Regions from separate parts of the Sus scrofa genome. Here region 2 is linked to region 1. A link is a contact called in public HiChIP or PLAC-seq data. All regions are on one chromosome and are shown on one strand. The core of a region is the stretch at or near the end of the contact, and the rest is flanking DNA. Distances in the headings are between cores, read along the strand shown.

Region 1 (3,903 bases), core at 1,306-3,805:
CTAGCTACAGACTTTCAATCCACGGGAAAAATACATGCCCAGAAAATGATTACAATATTTTCATCTCCTTGTGTGAGGAGGAAGCTAACTATACCTGGTCCCTGAAACCAAATGTTTACAAATCTTGGCAAGATGAGATGCCAAGCCATCTCTCTGGGGTAATGGTATTAAGAAGGTCCTCAGTGGCTCGGAGGGTGGTTGTGGTGCCCCGGACATTCACACTTCACCTTTGGTAGTGCCCAGCATCCCACCTTTGCCACATCACTTGACCCCCTTCTCCAGAGCCTGGGGGTGCTTGGCACTTCGTTTCTCCCAAGGAGAAAGATGGGTGCTGTAAGTGGCTCTCAAAAATGACCGCCTTACTAAGAGTTTGTTTGCTCAGTGTCCACTTCCTGGGGCACGGACTCTAGTTGAACTTCCTGGGCTTTCGATACCAACTGAATTCCAGAAGAAAGCTTCACAAGCCATCTCCAAGCTTTCTCAGGTGGTTAACAAGCATTGGGATCTGCATCTGATTGACAGGATGGTACTCCCTGTTCAGGCTTGGTGACCTCCCTGAAGCAGGTGGGGAGCTTGCTCTGCCCCCTTCCTGAGGCTGGACTGCCCATGGGTAATGCTGCCCACCACGAGGACACTCCAGGCTTCCCTTGGCCATCAAACAGTAGTGACTGTAAATCCCTGAAGACCTGGGCAAGAGAGAAGAAACACTATATTTTCTTTACAAAAAACAACCAGAGATCAACCTCAGGGATATTTTTAGATTTATTTTTCCTGACCGAGATTTTTATTGAAAATCGTTACTGTTTGGGATTTTTTTATCTTCTGTGTTTCCCCAGCAAGAAAGAGCAGTCATATAGTAATTTTATCTGTAATTTTGGAGGAAGCTTCGTACGGTTTTTCGTAATGGATGCACCATTCTGCGTTGCCATCAAGTGTACAAGAGTTCCACATCCTCACCCACAGTTGTCTTTTGTATTTGGGGGGGGTGTCTTTTTTACTTTTGATAATAGTCATCGTAGTAGATGTAAAGTGATATATTACTATAGTTTTGATATGCATTCCCTGATGATTAGTAATGTTGAGCACCTTTTCATGTATTTGCAGAAGATTTTCATTTGGATGTGGTCTTAAAACTAAAAAACCTCTGACTTGAACCCAGCCTAAACCCAGATTGGGACTTGAACCCATGTTTTTTTTTAATTAGAATCAATCATTTGGGGTCAGGGCCTACGGAGGCTCAAGTTCTTTGTGTCTCAGCACAGAAGGAATTCAATGAGTGATAAAGTGATAGTTAAGAAATAAAGTATTAAGACAGGACTCTTGTGAGAGATATGAGAAAGCAGGAAAAGAAGCTCTGCCCAGAGGATTATGTGGGCTTCATTTTTATAATCCAAGGAAACTGGGGAGGAGGGGGAAAGACTTCCTTCTTCCTCACTCTTTGAGTAGAGGTCAGGCTTACATCATGAGCTCCTCCATATCAGATAAGAGAGTATTTGACCCTGTGATGTCAAACTAGGATTTCTTATTGAAATCAACAGAAGGGTGGTAATATATGCTAAAATATGTTGAATCATCTCAAGTTTCTGAATAATGAAGGTCTACTTTGGAATGTCATCTTTCCCTTAAATTCCTGTCCTTGGTCCCAAGGATCATGATCATGCTGAATTTGAATGCAATCCTCATTTTATCTTTCACGTAATGACCTGAGGCAAATCTGGTGCTTTTATTTACAGTTTTATAGCTAAGAAAGACTGCTTTGTTCCACAGCATTCTGATGGTTTTCTTGAGCGATTATTCACTTACCATGGTCTCCCAAGGTTCTCTAGGTTTCCCTCTCCATCAACTACCTGTGTTACTATCCTATTCTATCCCTATCAGTCTCACTCGTTTATTTTTGTTTTTATTGTCTGTGCTTTTGGTGCCATATCCATGAAATAATTGCCAAGACCAATATCAAGAAGCTTTGGTCCTATATTTTCTTCTAGGAATTTTACAGTTTCAGGTCTTATGTTTAAGTTTTTAATCCCTTTGGGTTAACTTCTGTGTATAGTATAAGAGTCCAACTTCATTCTTTGGCATGTGGCTATTCAGTTTTTGACTCAAGGCAATCACATAGAAATTTTCCTTTATTATTTAATCATTATCTCTCTTCAAGCTGCCTAGTTTTATCTCTTTGGGCTGCTGAATCATTTGCTTGTTAGAATTCCTAAATTTACTTTGTTTCTAACATCTTTTCACTCATTATTTCCATCCCTTTAGTTCTTTTGTTCTAAATTGTGAAATATTTTTCCAGTTTGTCTATAACATTTAGATTTGGAAAGTCATTTGTGGGCTCTAATTGAACCTCCTTTTAAGTCTTATTACATTTGTGTTAAAATTGTCAACTGGTTTTTCTGCCTGTTCTGCTTCATTGGTGTTGACTTGTAGCTTATAATTCCCCTTAAGTGCACTGTTATTCTTTGGCAGCTCACATTTCTGTACATGCCCTCAGTCACTGGGTCACTTAGAGTCTGTAGAGAAGTGATAAACCGATAATGTGGGCTGATTCACTTCCCTCTCTGCTGGCTGGCAGTGAACAAGCTTACAAACTATTAAGGCTAAAGGCAGAAGGATGAAGCATATTACACATATGCCACCTATAAACTGTTCTTCCTCAAAATTATTCCTTCACCAAAAAAACAAAAATTATCTATACATATAGATTTCATAGCCTGAGCTCTATACTGAGATTTCCCTTAGATACTCCTCCCTAAGGCTTTTGCCAGAACTCAGCCTCTGTCCACTGGGGTCAAATAGAAACCTGGAGAGAGTTCTGGGTGAAGGAGGAAAAAATAGCCTTATTGCTTTACCAGGCAAAGGAGGCCACAGCAGGCTAAAGACTGTGCCCTCCTTTGGGAGAGAATAGGAAGTGGTTTTATAGTTTGGGAGCAGAAAATAGGGCCATACATAAGGATCAGGGTAGATGCAGGCTTGCATTCTTCAAAGTTGGTGTTTAGTGGCCCCAGGACTGGTTCTGGTGGTCTTCCTCTCTGGTTTTCATTTGTTGGGGGTTTAGTTCTGCAGAATAACTCAAAGACATTGTTATGTAAATTCCTTGACGAGGAACCAGGGCCTGTCCCAAGGGTGCACTGTTATTTCTTGACTCCTCCTCCCTTGTCTCTGCATCCCCTCCTGTCCCTGTTTGAACCTGTCCTTTGGAGCTCAGGGGAGGTCATGGGGCTAAATGAGGCCTAGTTTCCCCAAAAAATAGGGGACACAAAGGCTTCTTTACTTAGGAGCCCCAGAGGGGTTTCAAGTCCAGCTCCATCACTTGCATAGAACTTGTCTTATATGAATAGTAAATTCTCTGTACATGGCAATGGACAGATTTACACGTAGCTGAAAGGTCAAGCAATCCTGGACAAACAGCCTGAAAAGAGGAAGGCCTGTCACATGTATAACCTCATGCCATCCTTACAACAGCCCCATGACTCAAAGGTAATGCCCCAGTTCACAGCTGAGGAAACAGAGGTCCAGACATTTAGCCATTATCTCCTGTCAACCTGCAGTGCATGGAGAGGCTGTTGTGTCAATCTGGCTTAGCCTGAGGTTAAAACTCTGTACACCACACCCTCACCTGGTCTTGTTTCCAAAACAGCTAGAGAGAAGCAGTCAGTGGCTGTGCCTGAGACTGCAGAAAAGGGTCACTGAAACTACAAGTGAGTACTTGACAAAAACTGTTACAGGAAATTAATTTCAAGCATTGTAGAGAATGTTCAAACTTAACTAGTAAATTAAAGACATCCAAATTCCACAAGATACCCTACTGGGCTGACAGCCTGACAAAGATGAAAACAACTGACCTTACTCCATGCTGGTGAGAGTGTAATGTCAGGCATTCTCAGTCCCTGTGAGTGGAAATAA
Region 2 (3,975 bases), core at 1,140-3,639, 360 kb after region 1:
CGCAAGAGAACAGAGGAAAAAAAGTAAATAAAAATGTGGTTTCCTCCATCTTCTCTGAGCATTTGGAGTTGTCTTTTCCACTCCTCAGGCCAGACATAGAAGGCTTCTCCAGGAGCTGGGGCATACTCTGTCCCTGCTGTGGAGCCCACCTCCAGCTTCCATGATGCCTGAGTCCAGACCAGAGGCTGCCAGAGTGACAGTAGAAACCTCACTGTTCAGTGTCCTCAGAAGGCTGGCCTTCTTCCCCAGCCTGACAGCTGCTGTTTGCTCTGAGTCCTCAACATTGCTCCAGGAATTGTTCAGATGCCACAGCTGCATTCATGGGGAAGGCAGGGCGTGCTTGCTCCTTCTTACCTTGTCAGTGCCTTGAGCTGGGACCAGATGATTCATGCTGTTTCTGAGATGAGATCCCACATTCTCTGCAAGGCCTTCCTGGTCGCCACCACTCCCAGCCCCTACCAGAGGCAAGCCTTTCCCTCCCTCTATCCAGCGACACTTTGCAAATCCTGGTCAGTGACTTGCTATGGTTGTGGATGAGTGCGCATGTGTCTGTCTGCCTGCCTATCACCCATGACCAATAGCTGCATCTTCTTGGGCTTCTTTTGCCTAGTCCCATTCACTTTCCTAAATGTAAAAGTTCCCCGGTAAGCGCTTGTTGGACACCCCTGGATTTCCACGGTGCATTGCAGGAAGCTGGTCACTAACCCACTGTCTATCCGTGGAGAACTAGGAACCACTTATGTTCCCTGGAGTGTGTTCATTCCTGGAAACACTTATCCCACCTATGCCTCTGTCCCCTGACCCTGCAGATTCCCCAGTAAGTTCCCCTGTTCTTTTTGGAGCTCTTGATACAGCTTTAGAAGGGCACAGCCAATTAAAAGCCACAGTAATTATGCTTTTTACTGGTCAACTGCAGAGCTTAGGGAGACACTGATTACACTTCTTTTGCTTTTGCTGGTGCCTCACTAGGAAACAAGAAGGGCTGCATAAGGGCCTCTGAGGACCCACAGGAAGTGCTTGGAAAGCTCCTGCAGCCTAACCAGTCAGCAATTCATAGTCCACAGTCTGGCCAGGCCTCCCAGAGTGAAGGTGCTCTGTTCTGACCTCTACACAGGATAATGAAGTCATGTGGGTCTCATAGGAACCCTAAACTGACTCGATCTCTTACACGTTGAAAGTTATCCTCTTCCACTGGCTCCCCAGTTTCAGGAGAGTGGCCTTCTGGGCAGAGCCTGAAGCCCAGGATCCTCAGATGAGCTATAGGGAATAACCTAGTCTGTGATGTGGCCGAGTGAACCGCACCAACCTCTCATGTTCATTTCAGGAGGCATGCGCGGCCCTCCTGGACCAGTGCCTACACTACGTGCAGTCCAGAAGCCCCCACAGTGCCCCAGAGAAGACTGCCAGCAGCGTGAGCGTGAGCTTCTCGCCCGTCTGCCCGCCCTTGGTGACCACCACCCCCAGCCCCAGCCCCAGCCTTGTGATTGATGGGAGGAGTCTGGCCTATGCCCTGGAGAAGAACCTGGAGGACAAATTCCTCTTCCTCGCTAAGCAGTGCCGGTCTGTCCTTTGTTGTCGCTCAACTCCCCTGCAGAAGAGCATGGTGGTGAAGCTGGTCAGGAGCAAGCTCAAAGCCATGACTCTGGCCATAGGCAAGTATCCACACCAGCCAGGCGGGGCCTTGTGTGAATGAACAGCCCCCACCTCGTGCAGCTGCTTCCTCTCGAAGCCTCCTGAATTTCCTGCCTTTTCCATGCTATGCCAAGAGCTTCCTTGCTCTTTTTTCTATTTATAAAATCACACAGTGCAATAAAGCAGCCTGTTCCAAATATAAAGCTTAGATTTGAAAACCACAAAATACACTAGCAACTGATATAGATATTAGAAAGTCAATAATAGTGTAATGGTGGTTTAAGATGAAGCTTCTTACTGCTTCCTGGGAGGCAGTAGACTACTGTCGCAGGCAGCCATGGCCACAGCGGAGCCCTGCACATGAAACACTATCCCAGGCCCTTTGCAGGTGCCTCTGATCGCTGTGAGCTGCCTGGAGTCCAAGGCCCTGTAATGCTGCAGGACCCAGAGGCTCAGTGGTGATCAGAACTCCCATTGCTTCTTGTCTGCTGAACTTTGTTTTAAGACAAGCATCTAATTTTTTTAAAATTCATCCTAAGGTATAAATAGTTACTAAATTTTGCATCCTTCCCTTAAGGGTTGTGCATCTAATGATGGTTTTTCCTTCCTTCTCTACCCCTCTCCAGTGGTCACCTGTTTCCCCCCAGGGCAGCATCCTTGCCCACCTCCGATTCAGGTCGTCTCCCGTGAGGTTCAGGGACTTGGCAACGCCACCTGCTGGTGAGGGCCGGGAGAGACTGTGGGTAGCCTAGGAAACGGGAGGCTCCCCAGGGTCCCCGGATATCCAGCATTGAACAACCTAGGTGAGAGATGGCTCTGAAATAAAGCATCCTCACCAATCAGTAACAATTACCATATTTTCTACAAAAGGTCTGGGTCAGTCCCTCTTTGCTGCTGTGGGGATGGCTGCCCTATCACTCCTCATCAGGACAGCTGAGGCCTCTGTAGAGCTTGGGTCTGGGGTGGGATGGCCTTAGCAGTGTTACCATGGAGGTGGCCCTGCACTCCAGAGGGCTGTGGTAACTGTTAAGGGGAATGATCATGTTAAGACAGGCAGCTTTCCCATGGGTGGCCCCTCCTCAGGGAGGCTGTCCCAGGACCACCTTTCCCTCCTGTGTCTGGAATGGCTTTTAGGTCTCTCTAACAAATGTTGGAGTCAGGAGCCAAGGAGTCTGCAGGCTACCTCTGCACCCTCAACGCTAACTCTGCTCCTCTACCATCCACCCTCTGTGGTGACATGAGGACAGTGTACCCAGTAGGCTGCTGTGAGACAAATGATAAATCACATTTTTAGTGCCTGGTCAGTGCCTGGCTCAGCCACTGAATCACAGGTGTGTGGCATTCATTTAGGAAAATGGAGGTAAAGCCTCTGCTGGTTAAAAAGAAAAGAAAAAAACAGGAGTTCCGTGGTGGCTCAGTGGGTTAAAGATCTAGCATCGTCACTGCTGTGACTCAGGTCGCTGCTGTGTCGCAGGTTCAGTCCCTGGCCTGGAAACTTCCACATGCTCTGGGCACGGCCAAAAAAAAAAAGAAAAAATTCAAAATAGAATCACAAAAGAGAAAGTAAGGACCCATCAGAACTTTAGCTTATTTCTTTCAGTGAGTTGAAGTGTAGATATGACTTATTCTTGGGCATCCAGCAGTTAATAATCCAGAGAACATCACTGCGTACATATCTCACTTTGAATAGAACATTCTTAGAAAAGCTGCAGAGGTTATTGCTTCACAGAATTTCAGTTGGACAAATATTGACTCATCACCCATGTTGGGCCCAGTGCAATAAAGAACAGAGAAATCACGGGAGAGAGATATCCTGGAGCCATGGTTTTAGTCACTCCAGAGTTGAGTATCTGCACTTTTTGTGTATTTGAAACATGGGAGGTACTCTGGGACTTGTGCCCTTTTGCTGCCCTGTTCCAAGAATGGTCACTATCACTGAGTGACAGTGACTCCAAGTTTCTGCTTGCTTTTCCCTGAAGGTGTCGAGAGTGCTGTCCTGTGCTCCTACACTTGTTTTTATTTGGCTGCGCAGTGGCATGCATAAGTTCCTGGGCTGAGGATCAAACCCATGTCACAGCAATGACCCAAGCCACAGCAATGACAATGCTGGATCCTTAACCACTAGGCCACTAGGGAACTCCAGCTTCTATGCATTTTCTATCAGCAATGTGACTGAATAAGCAGGAGGTCTCCTTTATCACATACTCAGAGACCCCAAGGGTGAGCACAGTATCTAACAAGCTAGCTGGATGTGGGTGTGCAAAAAGAGCCCTCCAGTTTGCTGGGCAGAGTTCCACCTCCTATCATCAGTTTTGAAAACCACTGGTGTGCTGTGAATTGGAG

Evidence for each region. HiChIP or PLAC-seq counts read pairs in DNA pulled down with a chosen protein or histone mark.
Region 2: an H3K27ac HiChIP or PLAC-seq map of alveolar macrophages shows a contact between it and region 1. The contact joins two enhancer-like sites. A contact is called at or near these places in 1 of 47 Hi-C or Micro-C datasets (embryonic fibroblasts) and 1 of 2 datasets of contacts at active chromatin or transcription factors (alveolar macrophages).

The regions. Positions count from the first base shown.
Region 1 is chr1:141,289,791-141,293,693 of Sscrofa11.1, forward strand. No RefSeq gene overlaps it. Among named protein-coding and RNA genes, the nearest start is that of TRNAE-UUC, 19 kb to the right of the region's middle. Within about 2 kb of position 2,556, at least 4 of the 83 cell types and tissues checked have an H3K27ac peak or open chromatin away from gene starts, as enhancers often do. A contact at or near this core is called in alveolar macrophages, where this site is marked.
Region 2 is chr1:141,648,767-141,652,741 of Sscrofa11.1, forward strand. ATP10A (probable phospholipid-transporting ATPase VA) reads left to right here. Exons shown (of 23, transcript XM_021098662.1): 15 at 1,325-1,652. Among named protein-coding and RNA genes, the nearest start is that of ATP10A, 160 kb to the left of the region's middle. Within about 2 kb of position 2,390, at least 3 of the 83 cell types and tissues checked have an H3K27ac peak or open chromatin away from gene starts, as enhancers often do. A contact at or near this core is called in alveolar macrophages, where this site is marked.